3 separate regions of the Sus scrofa genome follow, and all the other regions are linked to region 1. The links are chromatin contacts, called in public Hi-C maps. All regions are on one chromosome and are shown on one strand. The core of a region is the stretch at or near the end of the contact, and the rest is flanking DNA. Distances in the headings are between cores, read along the strand shown.

The links. A called contact is a pair of places that touch in the nucleus more often than the background predicts.
Region 2: a contact with region 1 is called in a Hi-C map of liver, with 8 times the contacts expected there. The contact joins the promoter of GRWD1 here to the promoter of KPTN in region 1. A contact is called at or near these places in 1 of 5 promoter capture datasets (liver) and 1 of 47 Hi-C or Micro-C datasets (liver).
Region 3: a contact with region 1 is called in a Hi-C map of liver, with 2.0 times the contacts expected there. The contact joins the promoter of RPL18 here to the promoter of KPTN in region 1. A contact is called at or near these places in 1 of 5 promoter capture datasets (liver) and 1 of 47 Hi-C or Micro-C datasets (liver).

Annotation. Positions count from the first base shown.
Region 1 is chr6:53,244,949-53,247,839 of Sscrofa11.1, reverse strand. It overlaps KPTN (kaptin), which reads left to right and starts at 1,382. Exons shown (of 12, transcript XM_003127264.5): 1 at 1,382-2,260; 2 at 2,647-2,729; 3 at 2,835-2,891. The coding sequence starts at 2,038.
Region 2 is chr6:53,848,391-53,851,464 of Sscrofa11.1, reverse strand. It overlaps GRWD1 (glutamate-rich WD repeat-containing protein 1), which reads right to left and starts at 1,792. Exons shown (of 7, transcript XM_003127271.4): 1 at 1,419-1,792; 2 at 1,016-1,133; 3 at 670-829. The coding sequence starts at 1,605. It overlaps GRIN2D (glutamate receptor ionotropic, NMDA 2D), which reads right to left. Exons shown (of 13, transcript XM_021094673.1): 13 at 1,930-3,074.
Region 3 is chr6:53,977,107-53,980,098 of Sscrofa11.1, reverse strand. RPL18 (60S ribosomal protein L18) reads left to right here and starts at 1,418. Exons shown (of 7, transcript XM_021094700.1): 1 at 1,418-1,570; 2 at 2,782-2,868. The coding sequence starts at 1,568.

The DNA.
Region 1 (2,891 bases), core at 133-2,632:
GAGTTGGAAGCCCCCCGAACGGGGCAGTTCTTTCCTTTCCAACCCATAGCTTGATTTGTGTATTCACTCATTCAACAACGTTAAGGGAATGTGGTTTAGCAGTTACCCAGGGAGGTAGAAGCAGCCTGAAGAAAACATTCTTCAGAAGTGGCAGAACCAGACCCCACACCTATTTACCGAGCAAGTATTTACCAAGCACCTACTGTGTGCCGTGTCCTGGTCCAAACCCTGGGACCCCAGCGTTAAACAGCATAGCCAGGTCTGAAGTTGACACAAACTCCTTTATACCGCTCTCCAGATCCAGTCTGCCTCTGAGAACACGCATATCTCTAATGCAGCAATGTCCCTGTTGCTTGGCAAAGGGCCTGGTACATAGTTTTGGGTTCTTAAACGTATTTACTAAATGTTCCATGTCAGGCCTTGTGGTCCAGGTGCTGGGGGATCTGACCGTGACCAAGGGAGGTCTAGTCACCGTCTGTGAGGCTCTTGCAGTCTGTGTTCTCTTTCTGTGTGGAAGGGGGTGACAGATTACTCAAGGTGGCCGGCGACAGCTGGCCAGTTCGTCTTCTGGCAATAATATTAGAGAGTCCGCAAACTCCTGGTGCCCTTTTAGGGACAAAAAAGGCATATACAGGTATCCCAGAAGACTCAGAGTCAGAAAGACCTTGGTTTCCATCCTGTTTCCATCCACCACTTCCTATCATATCAGTCAAGGGACGTAATCTCCCCCAGCCTCTACTTCATTCTCTATAAGTTGGAATAGTCAACCTCTTTCCAGTGTTGTTGCAAGTTTATTGAGATGAATTTGCAAAGGATGTCTTGGTACAGAGTGACTGCTCAGTAAATGCTGAATAAATGTGGGGTAACAGATCAGGGTACTTGTGAGCATTCAATGAGATAATGAGGCAACGTGACTGCATAAAGTAGGCTTTCGGTGAAGAAGGTGGTGGTGATGTGCCAGGACAGCTAGATCTTTTTCCCTTGGGGTAAGAAGAATGCATTTCACCTTTTTAAAGGTGATGTGATTAAAATAAGCCATGGAGCTCTCTTGCTGTGTTCTAATACTGACAGCTTCATACTGACTGTGATCTTAAATGAATTACTTTACCTGTCTATGCCTCGATTTTTTTTTTTTTTTTTTGTCTTTCTGCCTTTTCCAGGGCTGCTCCCACAGCATATGGAGGTTCCCAGGCTAGGGGTCGAATCGGAGCTGTAGCCACCGGCCTACGCCAGAGCCACAGCAACGCGGAGTCCAAACCGCGTCTGCGACTTACACCGCAGCTCACGGCAGTGCCGGATCCTTAACCTGCTGAGCGAGGCCAGGGATCGAACCTGCAACCTCATGGTTCCTAGTCAGATTCGTTAACCACTGAGCCACGACGGGAACTCCTATGCCTCGATTTCTTTATCTATAAAACATGGAGTACCTACCTCAGCCTGCTTGTGAGTTTTAAGTAAACCCGTCGATGGAAAACGTGTAAAACTGCTAATGGCACCTAAGGGCTATATTGAGTTTTATGGTTCTTTTTAGGGCCGCACCTGCAGCATATGGATGTTTCCAGGCTAGGGGTCGAATAGAAGCTATGGCTGCTGGCCTACAGCCACCGCACCGTGGGATCCGAGCCGCGTCTGCTACACAGCTCACAGCAACGCTGGATCCTTAACCCACTGAGCAAGGCCAGGATCCTCATCCTCATGGCTCCTAGTCAGGTTCGTACCACTGAGACACCACTGGGAACTCCCAGTTCTTCTTATTCTGCCTTCCGCAAGACCACAGCAAGGGTCACCACCTCAGCCCGCATCTGCAGGCCATCATCAGTCGCCTGGCCCTGAAAAAGGCACAGGGAGGAGGGCGCAGGCACGTTGGCACAAAATCTGTTGGGAAGCCCAGGCGGCCCGGCTGGCGGCCATTTTGGCAAAGGGCAGAGACGACGGCTTCTCTACGTCATCAGTCTGCGCGACCGGCGGGCGCCTGGCGCTCCATGGGGTAGAGCGGACCGCAGCGAAGGGTACCGGAATGCGCGGCTGAGGGGCGTGATGGGGGAGGTGGCTGTGGCCGCGGGGCCTTGTCCGCTGCGCGAGGACAGCTTCACGCGCTTCTCGTCGCAGAGCAATGTATACGGGCTGGCGGGCGGCGCGGGCGGGCGCGGGGAGCTGCTGGCCGCCACCCTTAAAGGCAAGGTGCTGGGCTTCCGCTACCAAGACCTCCGACAGAAAATCCGGCCCGTGGCCAAGGAGCTGCAGTTCAATTACATTCCCGGTGCGTGGCGCCATGGGGCTGGGGGCCTGGAATGTTGTGTTGTGAAGGTTTCTGAGGCTCTGTCTGAGCTGGATCACCATGACGGGAAAATGAGATCAGGTTGATGTGACTGAAGGGGGTCAGGGCTGATAATCTGCAGGCATTGGGGTCAGAGGACAGGGATAATAGGGGCCTGAAGTGGTTTGGGTTGAGGATTCCCCAGACGCGGAAACCAGGATCCCTCCCTGCCATGGTGAGGATGATCAGGACTCACTGGGACCCAGAGGTCATGATAATTTGCGGTAGTGAGAAGATTACTGAGTCCTAGAGGTCAGAGGTCACCATCATTGAGAAGATTGGGGTTAGGAGTCTGACTGAAACACCAGCTTTGAACTGTCCTCTCTCAGTGGATGCAGAGATTGTCTCCATCGACACCTTCAACAAATCGCCCCCAAAGCGAGGCCTGGTTGTGGGGATCACGTTCATCAAGGTACCCAGAGCCCCCTCCCTCTCCCTGTTTTTTCCTCCTTACTGAGTCTGACCCAGATCCCTCTTGCTGCCCCTGCTCTCCCCTGAGGCCACTTTCCTCCCCCAGGATTCCGGGGACAAGGGCAGCCCTTTTCTGAACATTTACTGTGACTATGAGCCTGGC
Region 2 (3,074 bases), core at 543-3,042, 600 kb before region 1:
CGTCAGAAGGGGCTGTTAATTCTGAAGCACAAAAGTAACCGCATAGGCCAGAACAGTCCCTAAGCAATAACAGAAAACAAACATCTCATATGATAGCACTGTTTTTAGATACCTAAAGTAACTCTATTTCAGTTCTTTTGTTTGTTTTTTGCTTTTTTTTTAGGACCAGGCTTGCTGCATATGGAAGTTCCCAGGCTATGGGTGGAATCAGAGCTGCAGCTGCCGGCCTACACCACACCCACTGCAACTGGGGATCCAAGCCGTGTCTGCGACCTACATCACAACTCATGGCAACCCGGATCCTTAACCCACTGAGTGAGGCCGGGGGTCGAACCCACAGCCTCAGGGATGCTAGTTGGGTTACCGATGAGTCACAGCAGGAACTTGGGAGTTTCAATGCTTGAAGTAACACAAAGTGATCCCATTTTACCCTCATATCAGTCACACCAGGTAAGTTTTCTAACTCTCACCATTTTACAGAAAAGGAAAGAACACTAAAGATATCCCCACAGCATCTAGCACGATGACAACTACCATGACAGTTAAGATGTGATAAACTCATATACGAAATTGTGTCAAGTGTTTTCTAAAAGCTGAAGGGCGTGGATGGGGGGCGGGGACGCTCTGTGCTCCAGAGAATGGAGGGCAGGCTTCGGGGGCTGTATTTACCCGAACTCTGTTGATGCCACCATAGTGCGGCACCATAGCCAACTCTAGCTGAGGCTTTCGCTCTTCTTCATCCTCTTCATCCTCCTCCTCCTCTTCATCACTGCCCTCTGATGGCGGGGGCTTTGTCCCATGCAAATTGTGCATTCGAAGCATCATCAATCTGGCGGAAGTGTGGGATGAAATGAGGCCCTGGATACCAGGATCCTTGGGAAGAAGGGAGTGGGGAGGCTGGAAACCCCCCTATTTCTAGGTGCGGGGGCCGCGGGGGGGGCCGCGGGGGGGGGAGCCGCGGGGGCGGGGGGCTGAAGGCTCAGACTCCTGGTCGAAGTAAAGGCCCAGTTCTCACCTGTTGCTTTGGGCGCTCTCTGCCTGGGTTCCAGCACACAGGTAAAGTGTAAGAGGAAGCTCAGTCCGGTTGTCTCCCAGGTGATCCCGGACTATGTCGAAGCTGAGGCAGGGGGCGCCTGGGGATGGAAGGAGCGGTTGGAAAATTAGGATGGGACATAAGTATCTCAGGCCCTAATAGCCAGAGGTATCTCTTGAGTGTGGTGTCAATTCTCTTAGACCCCAGTTTCCTCTTTCAGAGCGCCTCTTAAGTTAAAGGCTCAGGACCGGCTCCCCTCGGGAACCCCAGTTTCCCCTTTCAGAGCGCCTCTTAAATTAAAGGCTCAGGACCAGCTCCCCTCAGGACCCAGATTTCCAGTCCCTCCTTGCTCTGGCCCCGGGAAGTCCGAATGCCCCAGCCCTACCAGTCTGTGCTCGGTGGTACAGCACGTAGGCCTCCTCGTCCATGACCAGCTCCTCTCCCTCACGCAGTGGCGGTCCCCGGCCCGGTAGGTAGACCTGGGGAGGGCCCTCGGACCCTGCATCGTGGGACTCAGCCTCCATGGGCTCCCCAGTTTCACACGTGCGCCGCCGCCCCTTGCGCGCTGCCATCTTCCAACCCGTTCGCAGCCGGCGCGAGGTAAGAGCGTCACTTCCGGGTTGCGTTGCCTTCTTATGAGATCCGCCCTGCTGCGTGGTTACCTTGGAAACCCCCGGGTTCGCTGATTAGAGAGGGCGATGGGACCGGGTGAAGGAGAACTGACATAATCGTGTCCTGGTCCAGCTAGCGAGGCCTGCGGATCTGGAGAATTACCCCCTCCCGGTGACTTTGCGGAGTTCCTCCGCAGAGCCGCGGCAAGGCCTCCTGGGAGTTGTAGTTCTACGGGAGGCCTGTTTTTTCCTCATCAGCTAGAGGAGGTCCAAGCCCAGACACCATCTTCCACTTTTGACTCCCAAGGCATTCTTTCCACTTAATTAATTATTCGTGTATGCAAATAATCCTAGCTAGGAGACTAGGTTTCTGCTCCCTTAGGACCAATAAAGCCGGTTTCTTCTCCCCTCCTTATTCTTCCCCCGCTTCTTGTTATGAAGGCTTTAATTCATTTCCAAATGCTTAAGTAGAGTGAGGATGAGTTGCCTCATCAGGCGTTCACGTTGCAGCTGTGGTCAGCAAGCACTTAATCAGAAAGCCCACCCTCTGGAGGCAGCTATTACAAGTGTTTCGGCTCTTTTTATTGCCCATTAGCACCAGAGGTTTGGCTAATTGGCATAATGAAATGTTAGAACTAGGTTCTCATTGGTGAGCTTCACAACATTGAAGATTTGTGGATTGGCTGGGATATAATAGGCACTCTCCTCACTTGCCTGAACAGGATATTAAGAACCTAGCAAACCTCATTGCCTGTTGCCATAGGAATGGTACCCTCTAGGATGTTTTGAATCCCAGATCTTTCTTGAGTTCTCTGTCCCCCTTCTCTTAACGCCTCCACCCCTTCTTAGCTCGTCTCTTCTCATGGCTTCTTTCTGGGTCTTCACCTCCCGCCTCCCTCTGGGGTCTCTGTTCTTGCTCAAATTCTCTTTCTGCACCCTCTTCCTCTGAGGGACTTTTCTCAGTTTCTGTTTCCTCCGGAGAAGTTTGAGGGGACTGAGACAGGCATGGATCTCACACTTGGCTTGAGGAGGCATAAAAACATGGTTTATTCCAAACACTGCAATGTGGGACAGGAGAGTGGCCAGGGAGGTTGGTAGTGAGTGTGAACTCCCAGATCCCTCCCTTCCACAACCCATTTCCAGACCCGGCTGGAGATCTGGGAAGAGGAGGCTTTTGGGGGGCTGCTGGGTGATTACTGAAGGGGCACAAATAAAGGTTGGACTTGGAGAGTATATGGTTGGTGGCACCTGGGCCTGGTAGTGAGGTGCGAAAGGGTGGGAGGTTTTGGCCTGATGGAGGTTGGGATCAACGCTGGGGCAGGGGAGGCGGGGCTTCCGTTGGGGGTGTGTCCTAGGGCAAAAGAGGGAAAAGCTACCGAGGTTGGTTGGAAAAGGGTGGGGTGGGGAGGGTGTCACGGTTAGACGTCGAG
Region 3 (2,992 bases), core at 169-2,668, 730 kb before region 1:
GGGACAAGGATGGGGAGAAGAAAACTGTCCCAAGGTATGGTTATCTTGACTTGCAGATAGACCCTTACCTGATCGTGCTCCTCTTCTGCTTTAAGGAATCCATTCGTCTGCAGGCCCCCTGCTGTGTTACAACATCAACGTGGCCCCGGCTGGGAGGCCATGGGAGGGTGGTATGGGCAAGGAGTCAGGCATCATGGTCCAGGCTTGGCCTGTGGCTCTGGGGAGGAGAGATGAATAAGTAGGAGTATTAAGGGCAGAGAAGAGGAGGCCAAGCCCCAAGTGCTGGGGGCCCAAGGGGCAGGGCTTCCCAGAAGAGGAAGACAAGAATGGACAAGTCAGCTTCCTCATTGCCCCAACCAGTCCATCTGGTCCTCTCCACCTCCCCAGTGAGAGCCAACAGGATTAGAGGCTAATTGTTAACTCAGCGCTTAGAAGTACAAAGCATTGTCCCAAGCATTTAAACTAACTTATATAATGCTAGAAAACACTCCATGTGCCAGGCCTATTATCATCCCCTTCTTGCAAATAAGGAAAGTAATACACAAAAAAAGGTTTTGCCCAAGGTCTTATGCTTAGTAAGGAACTGAATTTGTCTCTGCTTCTCCCTAGACCTCCATCTTCCCTCTCTTTCTAACATCCTCCCACCTCCCGTCATTATTTCCCCCACCCTCCGTCTCTGTCCACTCCCCTCTGGGTCTCCATTCCTTCCCTCCTCTGAATCTCGGTCTCCCTCTCTCTAATTCTCTCCACTTTTCTTTTTCAGGAATTTTTTTCTCTCCACCGCGTCGCCCCAGCCCGCAGCCTCAGCTTGCCTCCTCTGCGCTCCAGTACCGTGCACATCCCTCATACCGAACCCGCTGGGCCACTTGAAACTCTCTGGCTGGGAGAAGCAGCCTCCGGGTGGCAGAGGCTGAGGAGGGGTTAAGGAAGGGCCATCTGGGAGAAGAGGGTGAAGCTGAACCTAAAAGGTGGAAACACCGGATGCCACAGACAGGACTGCAGCAAGAAGATCTCGGGTTAGACCTCAAGCAAGACTTCTCAAGCTGCGGCCGCGCCTGGCAAGCGCGGCACGAGACAAGGCAGAGGTGAACCCGATAAGGAAACGCTCAAAGATTGGGGTCAGACGGTTCCCTACGTCCGGACTGGTCCCGCCAGCCCCGCCTCCTCACCTCCAAGACTCGGGCCGCTGGGTCCTCCGGGAGCCACCGAGAGGCCGTCGGCGTCGGGCCAGAGCGTCAACGCACGACGCGTCTTCCTACTTCTGCGCGACATCTCCCTCGTTCCCAGCGCCCTTTCTTCCGGAAGACTATCGAGAACAGAGACTGGATATGGCCAGAGAGGCCCCGACGTACAGACCCTTCCCTCCTAGGGACCAGGGAACCGACACCCAATTCCGGAGGCGTCTATCTAGCCGGTCCTCCGATCACCATAGAGAGGGCGGGCGTCGCGGTAGAGTGCCGCGTCGCGTCCATGTGACGTCACGTACGAGCCCTTCACTGACGGCTTTCCCCGCCCACCCTAGCTCCCTGTCTCTCTTTCCGGACCTGGCTAAGGAGGAGGCGCCATCATGGTGAGCGCGCTTTGCGGAGTTTGGGCATTGATCATCCGTTGCCATCCGCTGCGGTCTGGGACCGAGGATGTTCCAGAGGGAGGCAGGGGTCCCAGGGTGTCCAAAGGAAGCGACTCCCGGGCTGGGGAGCTATTTTGGGGGCTTGAAGAGCAGAAATGGGAGTCGTCAATTTCTCGTCCTCCCGTATTCTTTTATGGTTCCCATTGAGTACATGACCAACTTGAGGGGTAAGGGAGTTAAATATGACCGGTAACGTAATGACAATAAAGAGCGGAGTCAGAATTCGGACCCAGGCGCTGATCCCACAGCCACTCTTGCCTGTGCTGCCCTTGGACCTGTCACTCCCCGGCCTGGAAAGCTGGGTTCTGGGGGAGTTGCTGAGCGTCTGGTGCCTGGGTGTGGGGACCAGGCAGGCTTCGATTCGAATCTCAATTCACTGCCCAACGTATCATTTCTGTGCGGGGAAAGCATCTTGACTTTATCATTGGGGGCCCAGTAATTATGTCTCACAGATGTGAGTTTGGGAAGAAATAAGTCCCGGGAAGTGTGCTTGTTGTAGGCTTTTGCGTATATTAAGTGCTGGAGGTATCAGTGGTCAAATACCTCTTTCCAGTTAATAGCATAGTAAACAAAAAAAAACCTCTTTAGGCAAGTAGGCAGGGGCTGTAGTGGAAATCGTAGGCTGCTTTCAGTTTTTTTTTAGCGCTAAAGTGGGAAACTAACTTCATAAAAGATTGTTGGATTCAAGGAGATAGTATAAGAAAAGTCCTAGAAGTAGTTTTGTACGGATTACTGAAAAAAAAAGTTCATTGATACCGTAATACCTTTTTAAGTCTGCCTTTGGTTTAAGTGATTTTGGTTCTGCTTTTTCGGAGTGAGTTTGGGGTGCTTAAATAATACATCCCTGAAAACACAGTTTAGTTCTTTGGAACTAAAAATTTGAGTCAGTGTGGCTCCTTTGTTGAGGTCTTTCAGGGTGTGTGCTGTGTGTCATGTGCTGAAGGCTTATGTTGAATTAGTTTTTTTCTACAAAGGGGTCATTGGGTAGGGGGTTAAGTGGTTTTTCCCAGAGCTCTCCGAGTGTCAGATTGGAGTTCGTTGTCTCCAGAGACTGCATTAGCTCTTGCTCAGAGGTAAGGGCTCATTGAGAATGTTTGTGAGGTGAGGATCGAGTCAGGGCTGGGTTCATGGTCTTCCCTTCACCCCTGCAGGGAGTTGACATCCGCCACAACAAGGACCGAAAGGTTCGACGCAAGGAGCCCAAGAGCCAGGACATCTACCTGAGGCTGCTGGTCAAGGTGAGGTTGGGCCTGAGACCCTTAGACAAGGCCACCCCCGAACTACAGGTTCCAGAGCCTCTGTGGCAGTATTGGTCCAAGCTCGAATCACTGGTTCTTTCTCCAAGCTTTTGGGGAGTCCAGA